Linked DNA regions of Sus scrofa: regions 1, 2 and 3 are each linked to region 4. Evidence: chromatin contacts called from public Hi-C, HiChIP or PLAC-seq and promoter capture Hi-C data. All regions are on one chromosome and are shown on one strand. Each heading gives the region's core, a stretch centred on a gene start, on an enhancer-like site or on the middle of the called end of the contact. The rest is flanking DNA. Distances are from core to core; before and after follow the strand shown.

Evidence for each region. Promoter capture Hi-C pulls out the DNA fragments that hold promoters and counts their contacts. Hi-C and Micro-C count contacts between places; a contact is called where the count stands out from the background. HiChIP or PLAC-seq counts read pairs in DNA pulled down with a chosen protein or histone mark.
Region 1: a promoter capture Hi-C map of fetal liver shows a contact between it and region 4, with 4 times the contacts expected there. The contact joins the promoter of LYPLAL1 here to the promoter of TGFB2 in region 4. A contact is called at or near these places in 4 of 5 promoter capture datasets (fetal liver, fetal skeletal muscle, liver and 1 more), 9 of 47 Hi-C or Micro-C datasets (brain, embryonic fibroblasts, epiblast stem cells and 4 more) and 1 of 2 datasets of contacts at active chromatin or transcription factors (skeletal muscle).
Region 2: a contact with region 4 is called in a Hi-C map of fetal skeletal muscle, with 3 times the contacts expected there. The contact joins the enhancer-like site here to the promoter of TGFB2 in region 4. A contact is called at or near these places in 13 of 47 Hi-C or Micro-C datasets (brain, embryonic fibroblasts, fetal heart ventricle and 8 more) and 1 of 2 datasets of contacts at active chromatin or transcription factors (skeletal muscle).
Region 3: a contact with region 4 is called in an H3K27ac HiChIP or PLAC-seq map of skeletal muscle, with 7 times the contacts expected there. The contact joins the enhancer-like site here to the promoter of TGFB2 in region 4. A contact is called at or near these places in 5 of 47 Hi-C or Micro-C datasets (embryonic fibroblasts, mesenchymal stem cells, psoas muscle and 2 more) and 1 of 2 datasets of contacts at active chromatin or transcription factors (skeletal muscle).

The regions. Positions count from the first base shown.
Region 1 is chr10:8,944,955-8,952,096 of Sscrofa11.1, reverse strand. It overlaps LYPLAL1 (lysophospholipase-like protein 1), which reads right to left and starts at 5,633. Exons shown (of 6, transcript XM_021064303.1): 1 at 5,486-5,633; 2 at 1,412-1,511. The coding sequence starts at 5,579. LOC102164422 reads left to right here and starts at 5,643. Exons shown (of 11, transcript XR_002336182.1): 1 at 5,643-5,766; 2 at 7,100-7,142.
Region 2 is chr10:8,863,698-8,870,722 of Sscrofa11.1, reverse strand. All of the region lies in intron 2 of LOC102164422, which reads left to right. Among named protein-coding and RNA genes, the nearest start is that of LYPLAL1, 79 kb to the left of the region's middle. Within about 2 kb of position 1,267, at least 15 of the 83 cell types and tissues checked have an H3K27ac peak or open chromatin away from gene starts, as enhancers often do. A contact at or near this core is called in fetal skeletal muscle, omental adipose tissue, retroperitoneal adipose tissue and 2 more, where this site is marked.
Region 3 is chr10:8,978,566-8,986,054 of Sscrofa11.1, reverse strand. All of the region lies in intron 5 of LYPLAL1 (lysophospholipase-like protein 1), which reads right to left. Among named protein-coding and RNA genes, the nearest start is that of LYPLAL1, 36 kb to the right of the region's middle. Within about 2 kb of position 5,099, at least 19 of the 83 cell types and tissues checked have an H3K27ac peak or open chromatin away from gene starts, as enhancers often do. A contact at or near this core is called in embryonic fibroblasts and skeletal muscle, where this site is marked.
Region 4 is chr10:8,300,773-8,307,562 of Sscrofa11.1, reverse strand. It overlaps TGFB2 (transforming growth factor beta-2), which reads right to left and starts at 1,373. Exons shown (of 7, transcript XM_021064294.1): 1 at 428-1,373. The coding sequence starts at 773.

The DNA.
Region 1 (7,142 bases), core at 4,384-6,883, 640 kb before region 4:
TTGATGATCTGTCCAAATAGCTACTGACTGAAAATATATAATTGAAAGTTACTCTGAATTGGGTGAAGACCTTCAATGCTTTTATATTTTACTAAATCACACCAGCACCTACAAATAATGCTTCAGAGCACATGGAGATTTCCAGACTCAGAAATGTCTCTGGCCAAAGTCTGAGATACACTGGTCCAGAACTCATACTGCAATTGGTGCGGACATGAAAGTCATAAGCTGAAAAATACTAGTTCCTAGAAGCATGTTTCCAGTGCTCTTCCGCTCAATTTTGTCAGCCCTGTACACTTCCATTTAGGCAGAACTGAACTCACTTTCTCATCCTCATGGGAAAACCACTGTCTGCCTCCCTCTCAACGTCAGGTGCCCTAAAAACCAACAGCAAATAACAAACTCCTCTGATACTTTCAATGACATTCAATTTATCACATAAAAATAACCCATTGGCTGTTAGCTGTTTTATCTGCACTACCAAACTACTAAATTCCTCTAAAATTATATTGAAATAGTAACTTTTTTGAACCTTAAATCTTGTAACAAAATCACCACTTTACTGTTCTACCTGTTAGTCTATCAACTGAGGTAAGTAAGTTTTTAACAGCGGACATAAGAAAGTCCTTGAAGTAGTTCCGTTTACACTTCTCCTTAGGACCAAGTGAGTAGAAAGATAAAGCAAAACATTTGCCTGAACACACAGTGTACTAATAAGAACAAATGAAGAGCAGGTAATGGGCAATCTGACTGGGTTACACAGCTAAGCACATTATCTACCCCCGACAAAAAGATACTAGCAAACCCCAGTTCAAAAGGCCATGGAGATGCTAATTTAATCATTATAAAAAAGCAGTTTTGACTTTCAAACTATACCAATCTTATGATTGTGCATTTTGCTCAACACATCTACAGGCTCTATAAATATTACGTAGTCAATTCCGTACTCCTAGTCTGGTTTACTGATTCAAAAAGCTTAAAATTATTTCTAAATCCTCTGAAGTGCAGCAAGAATGCCACAAAACTCTTTTCCAGAGATTCTGAACTCTTGTTTAAATAAATTATTAGAAAGAGTACGCTCACTGGATTTATTAGTTTCTTTAGGGGATGAAGCGGAAAAGAGCTTGAAAGATGAGCAATCTGTAGGGCCAGAGGAAACCGTCCTGTAAATTGTGCCTGGGACAAAGTTTAAGCTAAGCGCTTCAGGGAGTGCTTTACAAAGAACACATTTCTCACCTGGCAAAACTTGGTCTAATAGAGTAATTGCCAAAAAAAAAAAAAAAAAAAAAGTTCTGGGAAAAACAAGACCTCCCTCTAAAATATTTTAAATACAGAATTAACCTGAAAAACCATCTAGCTGGTACATTTATATATTCTATGCCACAGAGGAGTGATTTAAATTACTGCATACCTGGGAGGAGCCGTTGGATAAATAACTTTTATGTGCTGGAATGTTAAATCTTGATTTAAAACTTGCTTGATCCATGTTCTCAGTCCTTGTCCAGAATCACCTGATAAATCACAAAATCTAGATTAAGTTAAAACATTTCTGATAATACAGTGTATGTAAAAGCAGTCTATAATCTTCATGTCACATAGAGGCAGCAACAAGGAATTAAAAAAAAGTCTTCATAACTAAAGATAACGGATATAGAAACTGATTTATCAATATGAACTAAATGATCAGGCATCAGTCGTTAAAAATAACTTTATTTTACTTCTGACTTTATTCACTGATCACTTTAAAAACTTGCTTAAACCACAGTTTTGAGTTTCCGTATTTGTTTAAAGGATATAACAGGAACAAATAAATAAACGAAGCTGATTTTTCTAAAAGAGAATTTCTTACCATATCTGATTTTAAATATTGTCATTTCTTATTTCATTCTTAAAAACAGTATATTCCTCAAGTGCTTATAAACTTTTGTAGTTGGAACAACCTGGAACAGTTTTCTTGGTTAAAACAATAAATTCCTTCAAAAGGTGTATTCAGCATACTTGTATTTTTAATATGAAGAAATGAGAATTTTGATAACATGTTTACATAATCTAAAATGACTGTACACCTCAAGGTTGAAAAACAACCTAAACTCATGCAGGAATTAATGTATGTATACTTCCATTAAAATGGAAGGGAATCTAGGTTCATTTTATATAGTCCTAAAGAGAAAATTTTGAAGGTAACACCTCTAATTTCTTTAGCCAGTCAGTTCATTAATTCAGTAATTTAAATGTAAGATGCAAAGGTAAGAGGCTTAGTGCTTCAAAGTTTTGTCACATTCAGGCCCAGTTAAGGATTCAGGGATAACTTCACTAGAATATACACTCTGCAAGGAAAGGTTCATTTTGTGTTTCAGCCAGAGATTATTTGTTCATCGAATGCCTACACCAGGACTGACACAAACTAAGCATCTGTCCACATCTAAATAGTAACATTTGCAGCAACATGGATGGAACTAGAGACTCCCATACTGAGTGAAGTCAGAAAGAGAAAGACAAATACCATAGGATATCACTTACACCTGGAGTCTAATATACGGCACAAAGGAACCTTTCCACAGAAAAGAAACTCATGGACTTGGAGAATAGACTTGTGGTTGCCGAGGGCAAGAGGGAGGGAGTGGGATGGACTGGGAGCTTGGGGTTAATAGATGTAGACTACTGCCTTTGGAATGGATTAGCAATGAGATCCTGCTGTGTAGCACTGGGAATTATTGTCTGGTCACTTATGATGGCGCATGATAATGTGAGGCAAAAGAACGTGTACATGTGTGTGTAACTGGGTCACCATGCTGTACAGTCGGAAAAAAAATTTGTATTGGGGAAATAATTATTAAAAAAAAATAGTTAAAAAAAACCCAACCATCTGTCCACATCACTTTGTCCTCCTTAGTCATTGAACGGTGCAAAATAAACCACAAAGAGCATATAAAGGCAGAAAGAACCAGGAGAATGTTTCAAGGGGAAAGCTGAATGCTGACAATTCCCATGAGAAGACGAATGAAAAATATCTATTATATTCAGCAATACAGAGGTTACTGGTAATTTTAGTAAGAGCCAACTCAGCGCATTGTTGGGAAAGCACGGTTCGGGCCTGAGTGAACCTTAGAGCTTAGTGTAGAATATACAATGATTGCCACTGAAAGAGAGCCACAGTGTCTTCATGGACCCTATAACAAATAAATTAATCCAATCTGAGAAGCAGGACAAAGCTAATTAAGCTATCACTTGTTTTTATCATCCTGAAAGGAGGTACTTCTTTGACATTTTAGTAGTTGGAAATGCGCAAACTAAGTTGGCTTTAAGTAGCTGACATTCCCATATGGTGTTCTATGGCTTCCATAACCTAGAAAAGAAACTCAAGGCTTTTAAGAATAAAAAACAGACAAAATCTGCCTCTAAACATGCTTTTTCAACTGTGAAGAGCAAAACTGAATGTTATAAAACAATATGCACCCATCCACTTGCAAAGGCCACTCCTTAAAAAGCCAGCACCTGGAGTTCCCATCGTGGTGCAGTGGTTAACGAATCCGACTAGGAACCATGAGGTTGCGGTTCAATCCCTGGCCTCGCTCAGTGGGATAAGGATCTGGTGTTGCCGTGAGCTGTGGTGGAGGTTGCAGACGCAACTCGGATCCCGAGTTGCTGTGGCTCTGGTGTAGACCGGTGGCTACAGCTCCGATTCGACCCCTAGCCTGGGAAACTCCATATGCCACGGGAGCGGCCTAAGAGATGGCAAAAAGACAAAAAAAAATAAAAATAAAAAGCCAGCACCTTATTCCAAGAGTATGATAAAACTCTTAAAATTAGTGTGTCCATACCTGGATTGAGCAGAAGCCTAACAAAAGCACATTTTTATAGTCTAAAATCACACTCCTAATAAATTTGGTGTACTACAATGGAGCTCAAAATATAGAGGAATGGCATTGTTCCTGCATAATTGGCAGAATTCTTCGGATAAACTCTTTGTGCAAAGTACAAGGGGAAAAATATATAACTCTGGGTCTGAGACAAACAGTTACAAATTTTAAAATGTCAGTAATTTGAAAATGAAGATTATGAATCGGGACTTTAAGCAAAGTGGTCCAGAGGAAAAAAGACTGGGAGTATTTCCTCAAGATATTGTGAAATAATTTATTTATTCAAAGGACTATGATCCTGGGGAATTTCTGGGTGCTTATAAACACCCTTGGAGCCCAGATGGTATTAATATTAGTCTCCAAGTTATAAGCATTGCTGTCACCTCAGATATCCCAACTTCATATTTCATCAGTCAAGTCTTTCCCTTTAAACATCTTTTGCCCGTCTGTTCCCTATTTCCAAAATGATGCATCCTAGTTCAGTTTTTCACCTGAACCCCCCAGAGCGCTGACTTTGGAGTTAGAGATCTGAGTTCTAATACCAGTTCCAACCCCACCCACAGAACTGCCAAGTGACCTTGGACAAACTGTCCAACCCATCCAGGCTCATTTTTAAAATAAGACCACTTCCAGGTCTCCACCCTGTACCTTTACCAGCCCCTCCACTGTCCAATCACTACTCTCTTTAAAGCCACACAGGCCCAGCTCAAAGACCACTTCCTCTGTCAACCCGAACAAGCTCATCTTCCAAAAACCTCAATGATGCCTACCCAGAGTTTTTCCCTTACAGTTCTCCTGGCAGTAATCCATGCTCTATCTCGTGATCTCCCATCCGCTGCTGACTCAAACTAAATGAATTTTTTTTGTTGTTTTTAACTTTAGGTAGGCCCTCTGAGGACAAGGCTGCATCTCCTGTCTTCAAAAAACATGTCCCAAGAACTTACCCTGGTCCCCGCACTATGGATGCAAACGTTAAAACAAGGGTCCTTACTCTTGAAGAAGTGGTGAAGTGGGGAAGACAAAGAAAAGTCATTACTGGTAAGTGTGAGAAGCGCTATGGACAATTAGGCAACCAGTTAATGAAGGCAGTGAAAGGACTCAGAGTTGACTCTGCGCATTCTCTTGGGGGCTGAACGACAAGAGAGCAAAGAGGAAGGATGAAGGAGAAAGCCCCTCCAGCCCTGGCACGGTGCCTCACGAAAAGAGATACTAATCCAAGACAGGTGCAAACTCTAATCACTAAAAGCTGACTCTGAAAAGTACCAAACTTGTCTCTAGCAGTTGGCTTACCTTTCTACCTCGCTCGTTTAAGCTTAAGGGAGAGGAACGGGGCGTAGCAAGAATAGCAATGGACAGGATATGGACAGAGGGCTCGGGGATGGCATATCAGGGCCGGAAGCAAAGACGGTGGGCAGTGACCACACGACAAGAGAAAGACTAGTGGGGACGGCCAGGTCCTCGAGTTCCCAGCCACGGGGCTGGCGAGGGGACCGTCACCCTCCCTCGGAGTCCAACGTGCCCTACGGGGACCCAGCGCTTCCTCCACTGGGGCAACCCTGGGGAAACCGGGGCGGGGGGGGACCGTTTCCGTGCTGCCGTAACCAGGACGGAAAACTGTAATCCACCTGAGCCGTGCAGGAAGATCAGAGAGGCGCTGTGCCTCCCAGCCGGCGACACGATGCAGCGCTGCAGGCGCATGGAGCCCGACGCAGCCGCCATGACGACGGCCAGAACCGGAGCGTGGCGACCCCGCCCCTACGCCGTCCGCGGGCGCGCGCACGTCGGCACGCAGGGGCGCGCCTGGAGACGCGCATGCGCGGCGGGGCCGCGCTGGCCGGCCTCGGGGCCGGGTCTCTGGCGATTCAGGCCTTTTGCTAAGAGTCGTGACGTGCACGTGACCCCATTGGTAAGGCTGAAGGATCTCCTTATTTACTGTAGGATTTTTGACGGCAATCCTAACCGTTAGGATTGCTTTTTTATTTGTAAAACTATTGGTGTTATGTTGAAAATGTAACAGAACGTAGCCTTTTATATACAGGATAAGACAGCCATAATAACTCTGTGTAGTGTTTGTAGATAATTTGCTCAGAAAAATCTGAGCTAAAGCGGTACCATACAAAAAAGAAGGGCTGTTAATGTGGAGAAATTAGAGCCCTTGTGAGTTGCCGAGGAACATGCAAAATGGTAGAGCAGCTGTGGGAAAAGTTTGACGGGTCTTCAGAAGTGAAACAGAATTACCATATGATCCAGCAGTTCTGCTTGTAGGTATACCCACAAAAGAATGAAAGCAGGAGCTCAGACGCTTGTACACCTGTGTTTATAGCAGCATCATTCACAATTGCTAAAAGGTGGAAGAAGCAAACCAAATATCCATGGATGGCTAGATGGAAAATAAAATGGGGACTACACATACTGCAGAAAATTATTCAGCCGTAAAAAGGAATGAAATTCTGATACATGCTACAACACAGATGAACCTTAAAATATGCTGGATACAAAAGACACATATTGTATGATCCCACCTATATGAAGTATCTAGAACAGGTAAATTCATAAAGGCAGAGTAGTAGGTTACCAAGGGCTTGGGGGGAGGGGAATGGGGAGATATTATTGAATGGATACAGACTTTCTGTTTGGGATGATGAAAAATTCCTAGAAATAGTGGTGATGGTGATGCAACATTGTGAATGTACCTAATGCCACTGAAACTATACACTTAAATGTGGTCAAAATGGTAATTTTTTATGTATATTTTATTACATTAAAAAAAAAATAAAGAGCGATGGAAAGGAGTTACTTTCTATATAAAGGCCTGACCAAAGACATCTTCCAGTACTGAGGGCTGCAGACCCAGGAGGTAGTTCATTCCTGTGAAAAATTCAACAAACAAGTAGAACTCTAAGTGCCATTAAGTGCCAGCCTTCCATTCCTTGTAGTCTGCACCTTAGTTAAGCAATTGCAACTTATTTTTTGTATGTTCAAGTTGATCACGCTACCCCCAGGTGACTAAACTGTCTATTGTCACTGGTCAGTTGCTGAGATTAGCTCTGTGCCATCAGTTAAACCACTGATCTCTGTGGGAATGGTCCTACATGCCATTAGATCAAAAAGGAACACTGAATCAGAAAGGCTCTAGATCTAGGGCTGAGGGTATGGAGAATGGAGTCCTTGGGCAGGGGGGTGCTGGGCTGGGCTCATTTTGGATATACACAACTCTCAAATAATACTTTTATTTCTAGACCAGCCTTTCCCGCATGAATTCTTGACAACTTTCAAGATCCA
Region 2 (7,025 bases), core at 18-2,517, 560 kb before region 4:
ATGCTTCCCTGCCACACTTACAGTACAGGGTAGAGGAGGGTGATGATGCTCGCTTGGTACCTTTCAAAATTTATTTGGCGAGAGAGAGTTAAAAGATGTAATAATATATTTAGCTTGTGGAGAAAAACTTTTTCTTAAAGGTGCAGAGAGAGCCATCTTCTCCATCTCATTGTCTCGTTTCAGATTAATAAAGGAGCATGTGTACAGCAAGCGATTGCATCTGTAATCTGACCTACTAAGGAAAGTCACTGGGTTCTTTAAGACAACTGTATCTAAAGTATCACAGTTGAAAACAAAGCCACCTCCCCCCCAGGGGAAAAAAAACCATCTGTTGATTAACGATTTCTAAATCATTAGGTTGTGTCTGTTCCATAAGAGTGCTTCTGACCCTGTACTTGCTAGATTAATCTGTATCCCTGTGTTGTTAAAATCACCACTTCAATCCAGTGCATAAGAGAGTCAAGCTGGGAGTCAGTTTCGTGAAAATAATACAGCTTCTGTATTATTTTAAAAATCATACTTTTAAAACCAAATACATTCCAAAGAGATAATTGTGTCTGTAATAAGTACTCTAAAAAACATAGGGAATGGTGTTAGTAAGTAAAATCCTGCCTTAAATAAATGGTATTATTGAGGGGGAAAAACCCCTGTCTCCAATCAGAACTTTTTTTTTTGTCTTTTTGCCATTTCTTGGGCCACTCCCGCAGCATATGGAGGTTCCCAGGCAAGGGATCTAATCGGAGCTGTAGCCACCGGCATATGCCAGAGCCACAGCAACATGGGATCCGAGCCACGTCTGCAACCTACACCACAGCTCACAGCAATGCTGGATCCTTAACCCACTGAGCAAGGCCAGGGATCGAACCCGCAACCTCACGGTTCCTAGTTGGATTCGTTAACCACCACTGAGCCACGATGGGAACTCCAGAACTTTTTTTTTTTTTTTTGGTAAGGAAAATGGCAGGACTATACTGGTTTCATGAAAGAGATGGAGAAATCCGGGCGGAAAGGGAAGGTTCTATAGAACTGACCCCGTACAGCAGGGGGAATCACGAAGGTCTCCCTGGACTCCTCTTGTTGGATAACGCCCCACTGGCAAGTACACTTAGCCAAAGTGCACAGATTATTAGCCAGTTTTGTTTTTTTTAAAATGAACTTTGGCACTGGGTGAAATTCATGGGAAAGACAGGCCAGCTTTACTCATGTGGCTGGGTGGACTGGCCCAGCTCACAGCTGCCAAGCGTTTCTGTTCAGATTGTTGGCCATCTAGCTCGAGAGCCCCTGGAAGGGAACCTGTGTCATCTCCGTGTCCTGTCCCGGGCCTGGCACCCCTTTGGCGCTCTCGAAATCTGTGAATAATGTCTGCCTACACAGCTGAGAGAAATGCGTCATCTTCTCAATTGGGACATGTCATCGCTTCCGTGCCCTCCGTACGGTGCATGCCGGCCATGGGGGGCTTAAATGAAAGTGCACTTGTGCTTGTCAAAATGTCCCCAAAAAGAGACGTGGGGTTTGGAGGCAACCCCCTCTCCACCTCTCACAAGAGCAGCTCAGAGACAAGAGTGCTACAGTTCTGTGTTGAACTTGAATTTGCAGTCGGTTCCAAGGCACAATAATGCCTTCTCTTGGTTGTTTTTTTCTTTTCACATTACAGTACTTCATTATTGCCACAGGGGGAACTGTTGGCTTAATTTTGCTTTAGAGACACTGCTGCTGAAATTATTAAACTAATGATTTATGCCCCCAGTGATACAGCAATCTCTTGTGCTTAAAATGGTTACTATGTTTTGTTTACTGTTTATAACTACCAGTGGTTATGCCACGAAAAGCCCCTGCCAGCTTGCAGGGTTTATTTATCCCTGTGGATCTTTAGAAACCACTGATTAATATAGAAAAAATTTGAATGGTTTATATTTTTAAAAATCCCATAAGCTATGAATTAAACCACTGTGCTGTGCTCTATAGGAGGAAAATTTCAGTGAGAATAAACAATGGATGTCAAAACCTCCTGCCTCTCGTATTTGCTTCTGGTTGTATCAAAGTGGAAAGTAGGAGTGCTTTTCAGGAATACCGTACTGTGACTCCATCAGCTTTGGCCTCTGAGATCACCAGCATTTCCCCTTGGGTGCCGCACATTTTACCATATTAAGGAACCAATTTGCTGAGAGAAATGTTGCACATGTTTAAAGGCCGTTAAGTTTGATGGCTGGCAGAACGCTCCCATTTAGCCCCAAGGCCGGACCTTGGTGAAAGAAGGCTTTACTACCAGCCTGCATTTTTGTTTTGTTTTGTTTTGAAGTTTGCTTTTTGTCACCAAAGGATGACACAAGGCAGATGAACCTTGGGGCAGGGAGGGCTGTGATTTGTGAGTGTTGATTTGTTTAAAATGGCAAAACGGTTCTTACACAAATGTGTAAGTCTTGACCCTGTTGCCTGTCCAAGAGAAAGAGAGAAAACATCGCTGTCGGTTTGGGCAGTTTCAGCCCAATCCTCCACCTTCAGTCTTAGGCATCACTTGCGGGTACTTCCATTGCACCTGTCTGCGGGCTCCTGAATGAGCTCCATCAGTCCATCTGGCTTTGTTTCTGCTGCAGGATAGCCTGTCCATCTCCCCTACCCCACCCCTGCCGTCTGCTCCGTGTCCCCAGTCCTTCAGTCATGGGCCAGCTCTGATGTTCACCCAGCACCTTTATTCTGTGGTCTGATGTGGTCCCTTCGAACCATGGCGTGCTCTTCCCTGAGGCGCCCCACACACCAAGCCAGGCCATGGTACTGGGGCTGGGTACAGGGACAAAACGTTTTTCAGTCGGGCGGTGGTGTCTGTAAATACGACGAACGTGGACCATCCTGACTTGAGCAAATTAATTTGTAAGCAAGAAAGAGAACAAGGCCCTGAGTATGGGAACAAAGCAGCAGTCATAATGTGAACATCTGTGTACAGCTTTATCCTCGGATATTCCCTGGGCACAGAACTTTCCATACCAAAATGCAGTCAGACGTTTAAGAGAAAGATAAGTTGGTCATTGAAACACCACACCAGGGAGTAATAAGAACTCTTTCATTCTTCCTCATAATGCACTCTTTTCCTTCATGAAGATGCAAATTTTAGCCATAAAAATAGTCACAATATTATAACCCATGTGAATATGGAAAACATATTATCCAAGTGGCAATTTTAATTGGAAATAGTTACCTAATCTCATACGTAAATGTCTTCATTCAGGATGTATTTTCAGTTGCTCTTAGAATTACTCTCCTTCTTGAATTAGAAAAATAAAATGAAAGAAATAGGAATTCTGATGCAGTATACTCCAAAGAATTTTTATAAATTTCATGTTTGATTTTTATTTTAACACCACATTTAGGAAACTAAATCCTATATAGCTTATCGTCAGTGTTTTGCTGATCATTTTTTTTTTAAACTTCAAAATGTGATTTAATTACAAATTATTTTTAAGTCACAGAAAACCTGAGTACCAGTGTGGTATGTGATCTGAAATTTTAAACAAGCACAAAACAGATTAAATATAAAGCTTAATAAGCATAACAGGCAAAAAAAAAAAAAAATCTGTAATGTGTAGGATTTCTAGCATGAAAAATTCCAGGCTTCAGCAGATGTGAAGATTAGATTTCTCAGAGTGAATCAACAGAATACATTTTGAAGTATCCCTAGTGAAAAAGAGTGAAAATAACTTGAAAATCAAATGCTTTTTTACAGAGAAATCAGTGACCAACAAGTATGTTAACAACAAAAAAATTGTTATTATTTTTTAACATTATTTATGATAATATGTTTTCAGTCTACAGAATTGTAACATTTTCTAAGAGCATTCATTTGTAAAATTACTGGAAACATAATAGTCATATTATCTTTTGAATTTCTTTGTACCCTAACAGCTTCTCCTGTTTCTCTACGGCCCCTTTAGTTTGAAGGTAGAATGTGCAATGTAAAGATGTCAGAGAGAAGTTTATAGCAGTACAGCTTATCTCAGGAAACAAGAAATATCTTAAATAAACAACCTAGCTTTCTACCTAAAGGGACTAGAGAAAGAAGGACAAAACCCAGAGTTAGTAGAAGGAAAGAAATCATAAAGATCAAAGCAGAAGTAAATGAAATAGAGACAAATAAAACTGTAGAAAAGATCAATGACACTAAAAGCTGGTTCTTTGAAAAGATCAATAAACCTGATAAACTGTTAGTCAGACTCTATGGAGAAAGCCCAAATCAATAAAACTAGAAATGGAAAAGGAGAAATTACAGCCAACAGCACAGAAATAAAAAAGACCACTAAGAGATTACTACAATCAACTATATGCCAATAAAATGGACAACATGGAAGAAATAGAAAAATTCTTAGGTACAATCCCCCCAGACTGAACCAGAAAAAATAGAAAATATGAATAGGCCAGTTACAAATACTGAAAATGAGTCTGTGATTAAAAAAAAAAAATCTAACAAACAAAAGTCCAGGGCTAGATGGCCTTGTAGGCAAATTTTATGAAACGTTTAGAGAGGAGCTAACACCTATCCTTATGAAACTATTCCAAAAAAGTTCAGAGGAAGGTGCACTTCCAAAGTCATTCTGTGAGGCCACCATCACCCTGTTACCAAAACCAGACAAAGATGCCACAAAATAAAAAAATTACAGTCCAGTATCACTGATGAATATAGATGCAAAATTTTTCAAGAAAATACTAGCAAGGCAAATTCAATAATATGTTAAAAGGATCATACACCATGATCAAGTGGGATTTATCCCAGGGACCCAAGGATTTTTCAATATATGCAAATCACATTAACAAATTGAAGAATACAAATCATATGATCATCTCAATAGATGCAGAAAAAAAAGCTTTTGATAAAATTCAACACCCATTTATGATAAAAACATTCCAGAAAGTGGGCATAGAGGGAACATACCTCAATATAATAAGGGTCATATATGACAAACCCACAGCTAATATCATACTCAATGGTGAAAAGCTAAAAGCATATCTGCTAAGATCAGGAACAAGATAGGGATGTCCACTCTCACCACTTTTATTTAACATAGTCCTGGAAGTCCTAGCCACAGCAATCAGAGAAGAAAAAGAAATAAAAGGAATCAAATTTGGGAAAGAAGAAGTAAAACTATCACCATTTGCAGATGACATATAGTATTCGTAGAAAATCCTGTAGACACTTCCAGAAAACTATTAGAGCTTATCAATGAATTCAGTAAAGTTGAAAGATAGAAAGTTAATGCATAGAAATTTCTTGCACTTTGTTACACTAAAAATGAAAGATCAGAAAGAGAAATTAAGGAAACAATCCAATTTAACATCACATCAGAAAAGATATAATATCTACGACTAATATCTACCTAAGGAGGCACAGGAACTGTACTCCAAACACTGTAAGATTCTGCTGAAAGAAATCAAAGATGACGCAAGTTGATGGAAAGATATACCATGTTCTCAGATTGTAAGAATTAATATTGTCAAAATGACTATACTACCCAAGGAAATCTACAGATTCGGTGCAATCCCTACCAAATTTCCAATGGCATTTCTTTTTTTTTTCTCTCTAGGGCCGCACTCATGGCATATGGAGGTTCCCAGGCAAAGGGTCAAATCGAAGCTACAGCTGCCTGACCCACTGAGTGAGGCCAGGGGTTTAACCTGCATCCTCATGGATACTAGTTGGGTATGTTTCTGCTGTACCATAATGGAAACTACCCAATGGCATTTTTCATAAAACTGGAACAAAAAAAAATTCATGTGTATGGAAACACAAAAGACCTTGAATAGCCAAAGCCATCTTGAGAAGGAAAAATAGAGCTAGAGGAATCAGGTTCCCTCACTTCAGACTATTACAAAGCTGTAGTCATCAAAACAGGATGGTACTGGCACAAAAACAGAAGTACGGATCAGTGAAACAGGATAAAAAGCCTAAAAATAAACCCACCCATGCACATATGATCGGTTAGTCTACTGCAAAGGAGGCAAGAGTGTAAGATGAAGAAAAGACAGTCTCTTCAGTAAGTGGTGCTGGGAAAACTGGACAGCTACACAGAAAAGAATGAAATTAGAACATTCTCTAACACCATACATAAAAATAAACTCAAAATGGGTTAAAAACCTAAATGTAAAACCAAGGTGCTATAAAACTCCTAGAAGAAAACATAGGCAGAAACTCTGACATAAACCACAACAATGTCTTTTTTTGATCTGCCTCCTAGAGGAATGGAAATAAAAATAAACAAATGGGACCTAATTAGGCTTAAAAGCTCTTGCACAGTAAAGAAAACCATAAGCAAAATTAAAAGACAAACTGCAGAATGGGAAAAAATATTTGCAAATAATACAGCCCACGAGGACTTAATCTCCAAAGTATCCAAAGAGCTCATAGAGCTCAATATCAAAAAACAAGCAACCCAATAAAAAAAAAATGGGCAAAAAAATCTGAATCGACATTTCTCCAAAGAAGGCATGCAGATGGGCAGCAGGCACATGAAAAAATGCTCAACATGGAAAATTATTACAGAAATGCAAATCAAAACTATAATGAGGTATCACCTCACACCAGTCAGAGTGGCCATCGTCAAGAAGTCTACAAATAACCAGTGCTGGAGAGGGTGTGGAGTAAAGAGAATCCTGCTACATGGTGGGGAATGTAATTGGCACAGCCAGTATGGAAGCTCCTTAAAAAACTAAAAATAGAGCTGCCATATGATCCTGCAGTCCCACTCCTGGGCATATATCCGGAGAAAACCATAGTTTGAAAAAATACATGCGTCCTAGTGTTTATTGCAGCAATGACTAGAATAGCCAAGACATGGAAGCAAACTCAGTGTCTATCAGCAGAGGAATGGATAAAGAAGATAGGAGACACACAGACATAGACGTGTACACGATGGAAAAATACTCAGTCATAAAATAGAATTTAATAATTCCTTTTGTAGCAACATAGATGGTCCTAGAGATTATCATATTAAGGGAAGTTTACCAGACAGAGAAATACAAATATCATATGATATCTTTTA
Region 3 (7,489 bases), core at 3,850-6,349, 670 kb before region 4:
AGGGGACAGTGGCCACCTGGAGTGTCGTGTTGAGAAAGATGAAGAAACTACCTGGGGTCTCCGAGAGTCCCCAGCCTGACGATCTGCGTCTGCGGGGGCCTGGGTGGAGAGCAGAAAGCATGCTGCATGTTTCCGCCATCTGGATTGCAAAGTGCCGTCTTCCTAAAAATTAAATCTAACCTCAGGGAAAACTCCTTTTAACGAAAGAACCACTTCCCTGGATTTCTATAAATTCAAAAGAACTCCTAAAGCAATCTAACAGTGAAACGAAGCCAGCTGGAAATGGAACGTCTGATATCGTCCAGTGACCGCTTTCTGTGTCAGTTTGACGTCTATCGCTGAGCACCGCACTAGGCACTGAAGAGGAAAGACCTACGTAGCCCTGGCCCTTGAGTTCGCAATTTAGAGTTGGTGGGACCGGCACATAAAGGATAAGCACAGAAACACGGAGAACAGGTCAACCTCTTCTGCCAAAGACACCTGGGCCACCCAAAACCTGTGTCTTAGATGTTACTCAAGGTAAAGCCGTGAAAACATCTGGTGCGTCTAGGGAATTTGGGTGTGGCAGAAACATTGTGTGTATGTGTGTGTGTGTGTGTGTGTGTGTGTGTGTGTGCATGTGCACTGTGACACGGGAGAGGGAAAGGCAGGGGATGAAGCCGAAATAGGCACAGACTAGATTGTAAAGGGATGTAACTGCTTGGCTAAAATTTATTTATTTATTTATTTATTCTTTTAGGGCCGCACCTGCAGCATGTGGAGGTTCCCAGACTCGGGGCTGAGGTAGAGCCAAAGCCGCCGGCCTGAGCCAGAGCCACAGCAACACTGGCTCCGAGTCACATCTGCGACCTACACCACAGCTCACGGCAACACCGGATCCTCAAGCCACTGAGTGAGGCCCGGGAATTGAACCTGCATCCTGATGGATATGGGTTGGGTTCTTCCCTCGCTGAGCCACAGTGGGAACTCCCAAAATTTCATTTTTTTCTGAAGACAGTGGTGAGCCAGCCCAGATGGGAGGGTTGAGAGGCAGTAGGGAAGGCCAGTAACTCGGATGGTTCTGCTGGTGTGCTGGAGAAGGAAGCGACGAAGGAGACCAGAGGCAGACCGTGTAATGAGGTGTAACGAGAACAGAACCAAGGCGGAGGCCATGAGGATGGTGTAGAGGCCAAGTGGAAAGACGTTTCTTTGATGCAACATCAAAAGGATTTGTTCACAGGCATGATGAAAGGATCGGGGTGGGGGGTGACACAAAGACATTATTATGTGGCCGAAAGTTCATTTAAAACAGATCACAACAGAAGGGCCTTCCGGAGCAGACCAAGAGAGCAATGACGCTGCACTGCCGTGCCGGGCTCCTTTTCCTTTATCTCAGAACAAATCCATTTTATAGACGAGGGAACAGAACCTTGGGAAATGAGGCTTTTTCCCCAAATCATATTTGGCAAGTGTGAAAACTTTGCGATATTTTGAGGATAGGAACTGTGTGAACATTTTGCAGTGTTGTGAGGATATGAACTGTGTCGGGGGCTGTGTGACACCCAGGTGAGACGCTCCTGCAGGAGGTATAAGCGGGGGTGGAGAGCAATGATGAGAGCCTGGGGCCAGACAGGTGGCTATGGGGCCAGCATTCCCAAGCCATATATGTGGAAGATCACCCAGAAAGAGAATGAGGAGAAAAACAGAATGAAAAGGAGCCTTCACATTAAAGGGAGTAGCAAGAAGAAAAAAAAAATGAAGGAAACAGAGAAATCATAGTCCAAAGATACTAAAAAACCAGGCTGGAAGGTTCAAGTTTCCAGAATCAGGGGTTAATCAACGCATCACATTCTATAAAGACATCGAGTAAGATAAGGACTGAAGCAGGTTATGGGGCTCAGAAATTAGAACTCTGAGAGAAATGGTTAATCGGCTTTAAAAACTCTTAAATCTGCACCATTATGAAACATGAGGCTGAGCCTGTTACTGAGGCAGAGGGAGGGACCACTACGTGCATTTAGCACAACAGTAAAATGGAGCCAAAGGCAGCATGAATATCGAATGTCTGCAAAGGAAAGGAAATGGCTCTGAATCTGACGTTTGAAATGTAGGTGAGTATTTCACGGCCTTTCTGAGTATTACCACCATGGCTCTATGGACCAGGGCAAAGGCTTCCTCGGGATTCCAAGCACGTCACCAACCATCTCTGGATCTCAGTTTCCATGTGTAAAATGATAATTTCTGGATTCCCTCCAGCCAGAGAAATTCCTGATGCTGTGGCAGAACCAAGACAGCGTCAAAACAGCTGCCCTGAAGCCCGCTCGACATTTCACAGGCTAATTAAGAAGAAACTTTTTTTTTTTTAAAGGATTTCAGCTACTATTTGAAATTGATACATTTTTTCATTCGCCATTTAAAAACCCTGTTTTTAAGTTGAACTAGAGATTTATTGCTGTTGAAGTGAAATTTTTAGAGAGAGCCATTTATTTGCCTCTGCCGATTGCATGCTGTGATCTTTGGTTTTGACACTTCTCTCTGGTTATAGGACAGAGAAACGAGCTTAATACCTAGTGCCCAAGGGAAAGATGTCTGTCTCTCACAGACATTTCAAATTCAATAATTTCATTGGCAAAAGAAAACAGACCAGGAATGGCCAAAATTACTATGTCAAGTATTAATACGTCAAGTGTTCCTCTAGTTTCAAATGGACAAGCCACCAACTGACTAGAAAAAACTGAAGTTCTCTTGTGGCGCAGAGGGTTGACGCTCTGGTGGTGTTGCTGCAGTGGCCTGGGTCGCTGCTGTGGTGTGGGTTCGATCCCTGGCCCAGGAACTTCCACATGGTGCAGGCAGGGCCAAACAACAATAACAACAACACAAAACAAAACAAAGAGCTGGGAAGAAAGAGGGAAAGAGAAAATGAAAACAGTGATTTTTTTTTTAATTCAAGTAATACTATGTCCTTAAGAGTAGGTAGTGAAATACCAGAATAAATCAAAACCAAAAAAAGTATTAATTTGCTACAATAACAAAAAATGAAGTAACAAGCTATTTTGAAATAATCTCTAATAGGAATTTAAAATAGAATGCAAGCACATTAAACTTTCTCATCACTTCTTAAAAAAAAAAGAAAAAAATGAAAAAAAGAAAGATCCCAGAGGCTCTGAACTAAAAACTATTGGCAAAAACACAGGTCTCTTATGGGCATTTTGCCCAAAATATGATTTCTTCAAAACAGGATGTCCACTATTCATCATAGACCCATTAATTCTATTCCCAGTATAAAAATCACATATGGCTTTCGTAACCAGTCCAAGACAAAGGCCTAAATAAAATCACAAAGGTAATGCACGTAATAACTTGAGGGGAGCATAAAAAATACATATATTTTCAGACAATAGCTTATCTTTTTGTAAAATTCCACTCAATATTTCAAACTAAATTTCACGCTCGTTTTCTGAAAGACTGAAGTATGAAAAAGGAAAGAACGAAGGCTTTGCAGAATTTGAGGGAAGTCCTGGGGATATGGCAGCGAACACGCTGAACAAACTGGCTGGTCAACTGGGCAGTAAATGGTGTTCCAGCTTATTCTCCCTTAATGAGGAGCAATTGGGCAAGAATGGGATCAAGACAGCTCCCCAACTGGTACCCTGTTTACTGCTAATTCTCCTCCAGTAGAAGGACCTCGGTCAATCTCAGCCTCGGGCCCCCCTTTTAGAATAACGGATACTAACATTCGTTCTGTATGGACAGAAGGATCCTTCCTCCTTCTGACAACAGGTGCAGAGACACATACCTGCCTCGAGTGTGAAGGAAGGGAGATTCACGATCCCTACGGGGAGAGGCCCGGCTAATCTTTAGACCGCTCTCTGGTGGATGGATGGATGGCATCATGCAGCATGCTCCTCAAGGGGCAACACGACAGCCGCGTCTACGCCGCCAGCCCTGCATCCGCTGGGGTGGCGTAGAGGGCCACAGAGCACACTGGGTCCTACCTGCCTTAAGGGCACTTTGGACCCTTCAGAAAACTGCCTGGAGACGATTTCCAGTTGGAAGCCACAGAGAGGGCACTGACTGGCACTCAGGGACAGGCTTTCGTGGTCCTAGATGGAGTTTACAAGGCTGGTGAGGTCGACCCCCTGAAGAGTGAGAAACAGACTCCGAAAGCCCGAACTGTTGCAGGCCACCGATATGCCTCTCCAAACTGAAATGGGACAGCATGGAGTCTCCCCCCTGCGCCCCCATACCCCTGAGATCCGCCCCTCCTCCTTTCACAGACCTCAGCTGGCGTAAGGGACAGCTTGGGGCCAGGGTGACACGGCTCTGTTCTCCAAAGGGATGAAAAATCGCAATCTATCCCCAGGGAATGTGGGAAAGAGAAGGGGTTCACACTTTTGTGGATCTGGCCGAGACTGGCACCCGAGTTCCGGCCGACAGGTCCCTCCAGGGAGGATTATGCCCAAATTTGACTGCTCGGCTTGGGCAAGAGTTCACAGCAAGGAGGAAGACGTAAACCCGGGAGTGGAGCCCTCAGGGGGGACTCAGTGTCTTGTCCTCTGGGTCCCGCTGCTGAATGTGTGACTGGTATTCATGTTTGACATGCTTACGCTGTAAATGCCCGCGAGGTCCCAGAGCCATTCTCCTGCTTGGGAGGGGCTGCACGGAGGGAGCTGCCGGGCCCTCCACCGCTGAGGACCCTTCAGGCCACAAGCCTCTGTGACAGACGATGCTGCCAGTTGCAGCCTCTGGCAGTCGGAGGTGGCCTCCTTTGGACTCACTCACCGCCTCCTTGCCACAGCTCCCAGCTGGACCTCTTTTGAAAAAGCAGCTGTCAGCTTACTCTTGGGCTCTTGTTGAAACGGAGTGCCCGTCCCCTGGAGGAACTGTGACTCTCTGGCCTGGTATTTCCCTTTTGGGATGGATCGACTCAGACTCAATGACTAACAACGTGAAAAGGATCCAGTCGTGGAAATGGCACATTCAAGACTGCAGCCGGCCTGGCCTCAGCGGCGCCTTGGCTCTACATGAAAAAATGGCAGCTCTTCCACCTCAACACCTGCAGCATAGCTGCTGGTGCAGGGCCGCTGAGTCACAGAGGTTCCCTTAACGCCTGGGCCTGCTTCAGCGGTGGCTGGCTGAGCTGAAACCCGATGGTGGCCACTGGTCAGATGCAACTGTTTGGGCTCAGGGCCAGCGACTCAGAACTGAAAGTGGACAGGGTCTTTCTGCTCAGTGGGCAAAACTCGAGGTTGCCCTCATAGCTCTGGCAAACACAACATTGGATCAACCTCATTATATTTTTACTGACTCTTGAGTTGTTGTCATGGCCTGATTATTTGGACTGTCACTTAGCGAACCACAGACTGGAAGATTAAAGACAGCCCCCCCTCCCTTTGGCTCTGCTAACCCAGGAAATAAACAGTGGCTGCTGATTGAACCATCTGAGTCACTTATGTAGAGGGACCCACTTTTCTGCTGAAACTGACTGGAGTCAAGCTGCTGGTCGAGACTGGACGGCCAGACTGCCAGCACTGCTTACTTAAGCCATCAGCAGACTAGACACGGTGACACATCAACCATTATACTGGATACAAAGCAAAGGAGCCAGTGTTTTTGATATACGGCCTGCCGTTGCATGCCAAACTTTTGAGTCCTGACGAAAGTTGACCCAGTTGTCTGGCAGTGAAGGCAACCACACTGCCTGGGGCATTGCCCATGCTTGCTCCTGACACACTAATTACATCTGACTTTTGACCTCTTCTTGGGGTTGTAAGTGGTGCCTCACTGTGTATTAATACTTTCTCAGGTTATGTGTCACTGTTCCAGTCTGATAAGCTGACAGGGGCCACACTACTGTGGCTCATAAAATGAATCTGTATTGTATTTTTGGCTTTTATTTCTGGAAAGCTTCCCGTTCAACAATGCAGAGCCTTTTGTTGCAAAATGATTCAACAGTGAGCTGGCAGTCAGGTACTGGATGGGCTGCACACAGTCCCTACAACTCACTGGGGTTTGGTATCTTTGAGCATTGGGTCTTTCTCAGCAAAAACTGACTCAACAGATGTCTGGATCTACCCGTTTTACTTTCTCCTGGACCACACACCCTGGTGAGGTGGTTAGGTCAATAAATACAGCTGTCCTCAGAAAGGGGTCCTAGGCTGTTTTCTGGGCAAGGGTCAGAATAAAATGCTGGGAGATGAGGTAAAGCTCTTTCAAAGCCTTGTGATTCCTCCTGACCATTAAGGCCGGGGCTCTGGTGGAGGCTGCACCGCCCTGGACTGTGCCTTGCAGGCCCAGATGGAGTCTGAGCAATTGCCCTTGCAACGCTGGATGAATGCTTTGGACGAAGTAGGAAGGTCGGTACAGAGACGTAAGGAGAAGGACAGCTGGCCTCCTGAGGCACATCCTTACCAGGCCATGGAAATTGTTCAGCTGGATGGGACCAGGCCCTTGGTGGGCGCAGCTGGGACCAGGGCTGCAGCGTGGCTGGTGCTTAGAGCTCTGATCATAGCAGCTTAATTCAGTGCTGGATGGAACAAACGGACCTGATCTGGTTGCAGCTAAATGGCAGAGTTGACCAATATGACAGAGATGACGCACGCGATGACGCACGCAAGGACCTGCACCTTAGCCTCAGTGCGGGAACACGCTGCGGCCGCCCTTCCCTGGGAAAGGCTGTATGCGTGTAGAGCCGCAGAGACGTGTTTCTACAGGCAGATGTGAAGCAGAATCAAACATACATAACAGTACACTGGTTCTCTGTAAATATAATTTTGGTTTTTCACGTGTTAAAATTACACACAAAGTCTTGTGTACCAGCTGTCTTTGTGTCTCATATAATCTGAATTTTCCTGAAATGTGTGCAAGGCACTGGTAATTCTGTTCTCTTATCATACCTCAAGAAATTCCTATTACGTGAAAATAACGGAGTTCGCATTGTGGCTCAGCGCATGAGGACACGGGTTCCATCCCTGGCTTCGCTCAGTGGGTTAAGTGCTGCCCCAAGCTGTGGTGTAGGTCGCAGACGCAGCTCGGATCTGGTGTTGCTGTGGCCGTGGCGAGGCTGGCAGCTGCAGTTCCAATTCAAGGCCTAGCCTGGGACCCTCCATATGCCAGAGGTGCGGCCCTAAAAGAACAAAACAACAAAGTGCCACCCCTATACATCCACGAGAATGGATAAAATGGAAAAGACCGGCCATACTGAGTACTGACAGGGACCTGGAGCCTAAGTGGAGCCCCAGGCCTGGAGCAGACCAGTACTCTGGTCTCACAGAAAGAGGGCTCCAGCGGGCACCTGAAGGCTTCCAGCCTCCACTCTCGAGGCTTTGGGGGAGTCTTTACTCCTCCTATCCCTGGGATCAAATACCAGTAACACCCACTCAGTCTACCTCCTCAAGGCCCTGTGAGGATCGGCGGAGACAACGCGAAACCACGCGACACACGGGACGGGGGGGCACTGAAAACCACAGAAACACGAACACCCCGCTGGGAAGGTGGTTTAAAGAAGGTG
Region 4 (6,790 bases), core at 124-2,623:
TTTAACCCTTCGGGCACCAGATCGGCGGGCTCCAAGCCAATCGGAGCCAAGAAAACAAACCCACCAAGGCTTCCCGGTGTAACTCTGCCCCCGGGAGCGCCTCGGGTTTGACAGAGGAGGGCTGACTCCGAGCTGGTGGCCGAGTCGAGAACTCCAGGGAGGAGAAAAAGGGAATAATACCGCCTTATAGAGGACGGGGCGTGGGGGGAAGGGACACATGGAGAAAATAAAGTCGCACGTCCACGTTTGAAAGCCTAACGTCCTCAAGCACACGACTGACAAGGAGGCGGGTGGGACGGAGGACGGGAGCAGGGGAAAGCGCGAGCGGGCACCGGGAGAGGGCAGGGCGATCCCTGGAGTGGCGGCGGTTCTGGAAGCATCGGGCAGCGCTAAGCCCCGGGGAACGGCAGCGAGGAGCAGTACTTACTTTCCGAGGGGAAGAAGGGCGGCATGTCGATTTTGTAAACCTCCTTGGCGTAGTATTCCTCGTCGCTGCGCTCGCGCTCGCAGGCGGCCGCCCTCCGGCTCGCCTTCTCCTGGAGCAAGTCCCTGGTGCTGTTGTAGATGGAAATCACCTCCGGGGGGACCTCCTCGGGTTCGGGGTAGTCTTCTGGGGGGCTGGTGAGCTTCAGCTTGCTCAGGATCTGCCCGCGGATCGCCTCGATCCTCTTGCGCATGAACTGGTCCATGTCGAGCGTGCTGCAGGTAGACAGGCTGAGCGCGACCGTGACCAGATGCAGGAGTAGAAAAGCGCTCAGCACACAGTAGTGCATTTTTTTTTTTAAAGGTGGAAAAAAAATTTTTTAAAAAGTAAAAAAAAAAAAAATGCAAGAGAAAAAAAAAAAACCAACAACAACTCTCAAAGTACCGGTCGGGTAGATTTTTTTTTTTAATGCGAAACTTTTGCAAACAATCGAGAGTCAATGTCCGAAAGAAAAAGGTATCTTGCCTGAATTCCTTTCAAAAGAAAAAGCGAGTCGTTGCCCAAGTGGAAATATTAATATGCGATGGGCAGGGGGAACCCTCACTTGGGGGAGTCAGCAAAAGTTTTCTTGGAGCGACGAGACCGGGGGAAAAAAAAGAGACGAGTGGCTATTAGGCAGAAATAAATTTAGGAGGAGGCAACGGAGTTCAGTGTGTCAGTTTCGGGTGCGGAGTGGCGGATCTGAACTCGGCTCCTCCGGCCAAAAGGGAAGATGAAAAGGCCCCGGGGCTGGCGGCGGGCGCGCCGGCGGGAGGGGCGCGGGGAGCGCTGTCAGGGGGCCGCCGAGGCCGCCTCCAGTTTATAGATCGGAGGACGCAGCGGCGCGGCCCTGCCTTCCACGGCGGCGCCGAGAGCAGGAGCCGCAGCAGCTCCGGAGCAGAGGAGCGCACACGTGTGTGAGTGTGTATGTGTGTGTGTGTGAGCGTGAGCGCGCGCCCGAGTGCGCGCGCGGGGGGCGAGCCCGGCCCGCGGCGGGGAGGCGGGGGCGCTCGGCGGGGTCCGGCGGGGGCCGCGGAGGAGGCCGCGCAGGGAGGCGGCGAGGATCCTGCTCCCGGAGCTGCGCGCCGACCCGCCCGGTCACTCCACGTTGCCGCCGCCGCTGGCGGACGCGCCGGCCTCCAGCTCCCTCCTTCTGCTCCTCCTTCTCCTCTCGCTCCAAACGCCAACCCGGCAACAGACGATCGGCCGCCGCCGCCGTCGCTTTCACCCCCCGCGGACGCGCCGAGCGGGCAGCTTTATGCCTACGGGGGTGGCCAAGGGGATCCCGTGGAGCCCACCCGTCCCGACCCTCGCCTGCCTTCTCGCCCACTCGGACTCTCCCGCTTAGGGTGGGAGGCACTTGGCGGCCGGCAGCAGGTCCTCGCCTTGCTCCGTTCTGCAGCCAGGCAGCCCCTCGGTTGGTCCCCGAAGCCTCCCTAGACCGTTATCCTAGGTGGTTCTCCATCCCTCTTCTCCCCAGGCCTCCTCCTTCCGTCTCTATCTCTCGCTGCCTCTCTCTTGGTCTCCGAATCCCTGCCTCTCTCTCTCTCTCTCTCTGCCTCTCCTCTCGTCTCCTCTCTCTCTCTCTCTTTCTCTCTCTCTCTCTCCCCCCTCTCTCCTCGGAGCGTCTTGGAGCTCCCCTCGGAGCAAACCTTCTGCTGCCAGCAGATAACATCACGATCCTGCCTGGGAGGACAGATTTATAAGTTCTCCCTGAACCACGTGTTTGCCTTCAACAAAGTGACGTGCTAGGATTACAGTCAGAAGTCCTCTCGTTTACTTAGACCACGAGCTCTCGCTGCACCGTTGAGGGGGTGTGGAAACGAGGACGGCTGCGGGGAAGGGACGGAGGAGGTGGAGTGTGCGCCCTGACAGCGGTGATTTATGGCATTTGCTTTATATAGTCATTTTGGACCCGTCGGGTGAAGGACAAGCGAGCAAGCCTCCCATTTTTACTGAGTGTGGCTCACTCACAGCCTCCCAGATGGAGTCCCCTGCTCTAGAATGGAAGTCTTACCTCCTGTTGTGCTCACGCACGCTCTCTCCCTCCTCCCTGTCTCTCTGCAAATGAGCACCAAGCAGTGGATCCGGCGCCGGGGCAGCCCTGACACAGGGCACCCACTCTCCGCTGTCTTTTTGGTGGATCATGTTCTCAAAGTCCACAGCCCCGGGCTGCTCTGGAACTCATCGTCCTGCGCTTTTCTGTTTACAGCCTAGGCCCCCACTGGAGTGTGGAAGGGCGAAAAAGAGAACTCGCTCTTCTGTACCTGCAGAATGAAGCGGGTTTGTTTATGTTACTGTTTGAATGGAGAGCCTCTGAATTGGCTGCCGCCCGAGTCCCTGCTGGGCATGGCTCTGTCCTCACCTTCCCCAGCTAGACTTCAGCAAGCATTCTTCATTCTTTCCACAGCATATATCCAGGAAGCAGGAATTGCTAGTGTTTGATGTTGCTGTCACACCCGCCTCCTAACCGGGCATTTTGTTTCCACCTAGTCCAAACGAGCGGAACCCAAAAATAAGTCCTGCCCCTGTTCACTTTTCCCTTTTTCTTTTCTTTTACCTTTAGTTCCTCAAAGTCAACATTTTCATTTCCTCCTGACTGCAGCCACACGGACGAGACAGATGATTTAAACTGGAGACTGTGGAGGTTCCCCCCAAACGCAAAGCCATCGTAGGATCATCCAGTTCAGGCGGCCCTTTTATTATAGAAAGGTCACCAGGAACTTTCTCTAACTTTCAGAATTTAAAGTTTACGTCTGTATGGGGCCTATGTCATTAGTCGGGAGGGGGCCGAATATTTATAATAACGTAACTAACACATAGTATACTTAGGAATTGAGGTAGATTGATAGATGCATATATATAGATATATATATATATCTATATATATATACATTTAATCTTCACAACACTATATACATTTAATCTTCACAACACTATAAACGAGGTATTATTATTATCTCTATTTTTCAGATGAGACTGCAGTACAGAGAGGTTGAGTACCTGTTCTCTCAAGACCAGAGGAAGAGGCAGAGCTGGATTTTGCAGTCAGGATCCACTGTCTGCACTTACCCACGACGTATTTCTAGGAAGCAGTGCTACCAGACTAAGTCTGACAAACAGTTCTGCGGTGACATTAAATTTGGAGATACAGGTACTTTATTGCCTATCATCAGCGTCAAGATTCTGAGAACCTTAACAGAAAATAAACGTTTCATTCTTTTTTTTTTTTCATGTTCCGTTCTTTTAACCCAGCATATCCTAAACTCCCTTGAACACTGATTCCCCCCCACACACACTAAAACACGTGAGAAATCTCCAGAATAAAGGAAGCGCTCCCGCCCACTTCTGAATGATGCTGAAAATTATGTGTAAATCAGCATGAGCACGTTCCTTTCCCTGAGGCCAGTTTCAGATAGAAGCAACCGGAAAGCAGTTAGACAACCAGCTACCATTCCAGCAACCAAAGCAAAATGCAATCCAGGGAGTTCCCATTGTGGCTCAGCGGGGAACAAACCTGACTAGTATCCCTGAGGATGTGGGTTCGATCTGTGGCCTCCTTCAGGGGGTTACGGATCGGGTGTTGCCATGAGCTGTGGTGCAGGTCACAGAGGCAGCTCCAATTCAACCCTTAGCCTGGGAACTCGCATATGCCACAGGTGCAGCCCTAAAAAGAAAAAAAAATGTAAATGTATATATATATAGTCCAAAGGCACTACTATGGGGCTAGTAGTTTCACCAAGCTGTCATCCCTTTGCATGGAGTCTGAGAACTGCGACAGAGCTCTACACGATGGGGGAAAGTGAATGTCCTTATACCTGGCCAATCTCGGAACGTAAAGCAGGAGCTGCCGACTAGAGCTGCTGCGGGGAGATGTGGCTTTGGAGCGTGGCTGGTTACCTCGGTCGCCCTTCAAACCAGGGAGACGGACCTTCTTGAGATAAATGCAGAGGCACCCGAGGTTAAGTGGGTTCAGATTAGAGTGGGGCCAAAGCAGCAACGGGCCAGCCACATCACCTCCGGGAAGACAATTTAAGCCATACATCCTCCTGACAGCCACCCCTCCCCAACCCAAAGGCACACACTGTGGCCCAGGATCTGTTCTTTGTTGAACGCTTACTCTACAATCCCTCCCACTCCCGGCCTGCTCCAAAGAGGCTACTTGTAATTTCCCAAAGCCCAGGAAGGTGGGACGGGGAGGGTGGGTAAAGTCTGGTATGGCTGAGGATAGGCACTTGATTGTCGCCGGACAGAAGGAGCCCCTTCCTGCCTCTCAGGTGGGCAGTCCTTTGAAGATGTACCAGGTAAGCCTTCAAGAGCGGTCTCCCGGGCTTGTCATAACCCGATGCTAAGAGGGTGGTTAACCCACAAAGACCATCTAGATGGCCTCAAGGAGGCAGGCGAGCCAGATTCCAGGTTTCTTGGGTTCCAATATCTGTCACTCTCTGGTTGGCAATCCTGGCTAAGTTACCCAGACACTTTGTGTTAGTTTATCTGTGACATGGGGCGGACACATGGTACCCACAGCACCGTGAGGATTAACTCACACAAGATACCCTGAGAGCTTCTGGCCTTGAGCAGGTGCTCATTGAATGGTACCTACCATCTTTGCATCCTCTCACGTCTTCAGGGACCAGCGTTGTCCGCGCTTTCTCAGGTGTAAAGAGAAGGAAGAAGCCAAGAAAGGTGCTGATTAGCATTTGCTCCATGGTTATGCCTCTCAGCAGCTTCTCTACACACATGCTCGCTGGTATTGTACTTCTGCTTTTTAGGGCCACAGCCACAGCACACGGAAGCTCCCAGGTTAGGGGATGTGCACCGGTATTTTAAAGTATTTTATACATTATGATATTTGGCCCCTACTCATCATAGGAAGAGAGGACAACAAAATACACTTTTGGTATTTTATTTAATACCCTAAAATGGGGTTGCTTTCCAGATCAGAGCGGTGGAGAGGATACAGATGTGTCCACCGCTAGCCTGTCTCTGCTCGTTAATGGTCTGTTCACTTAACTCCTGTGGAATTCCTGCAAGAAGCTAAACAAATGTTTGATATCAAAACAGCTGCTCACCCCTGTCCAGAGTTTTACCCCTAAAGTTCACAGACAAGAGTTTATGATCTAATAGGCCCTTCCTAATGCTGATGAAACAACAGCTTCATTTGTAACCCTTCTGAAAGCTTTCCACAGTGGTTTCAAGCCTTAAAAACCAAGAGGTGGGGAAAAGAAAGCTACAGAGCTCCCATAATAGACGACATTTTACTCTTAAGGGTTACACTTGAGAAACGCCAAATCACCCTTTAATGTGAAAACATACCCAAAGCCTTTGAAGTTCTCTCTTATAATTGTGCCTTTGATACCACAATTCAGAAACAATGTTTGGTCCGTAATAATTGTTGTCTCGGGTTCTGTATGCAGTTTTCTGCAAGTTTCTGCTCTCGGAATAAGGAGCCAGAGAGGTTAGTGATTTCCCCAAGAAAAACCCACTAGTGTTTCCGTTCTGCATCTCTAGGTTTAAACAAAAAAGGAGTGATAAGGAGAAAAGGAGGGAACAGGGACCAGGAGGCGGCGGCCTGAAAGAGAGCATCAGGTGGTAAAAGATAAAGGGATGCGCTTAGGGGACGGAAGAAGGCAGCACAGAACAAGATCAGCAAGCGGTGAGATTTTAAAGGATAAGCTGCTCACGCTTTGGTGATTCTCCGGGGGAACACTGACCTTAGCCTTGGAACTCTGATTAGGTGGCCCTGGGCCCTTCCACCTCTACATTTTCAGCTCCAGGAGACTTCCAACAGGGGGGCAGCCTCCGGAAGCCTGGGAACCATCCCCCCCAGGGCCCACCGAAATCAAGTGGCGCCTCTGGTTTCTTACCCCTGGACAAATTCAGCCACTGAAATAGCACTTGGTGACGGATAGGAATCAATAGCACGTAATGACAGATGTAAACAAGTGAATATTATGGGGACAGTTGTCATCCGGCAAAATATGACACGTGCTTGATAAAATGCTACTGCGGATGAAAACAAGCCAGCGGCAGGGTTCTCCTTAGTTTTTAGGGCAGGGTCTGCCACTTGCCTTTACCGAACTTCTACTCCTGCCTCACGGACCCCGCCAGCCCAGCAGTCCCCAGACACGTCACAAAGCAAGAGATCAGAATGAGGCTACTGGGAGAAAGGAAGAGAGAGAGAGAGAGACAGAGACTTTTAACCAAGTTAAAAGTAAAAGATGAGGAAGGAAAAGAAAGGGCAAATGATAAGAGAAAAACACAAGGAAAATGAGTGCGACGACATCAAGTGGAATTTTTATCTTCTTAAGATACCGTCTTTAAATG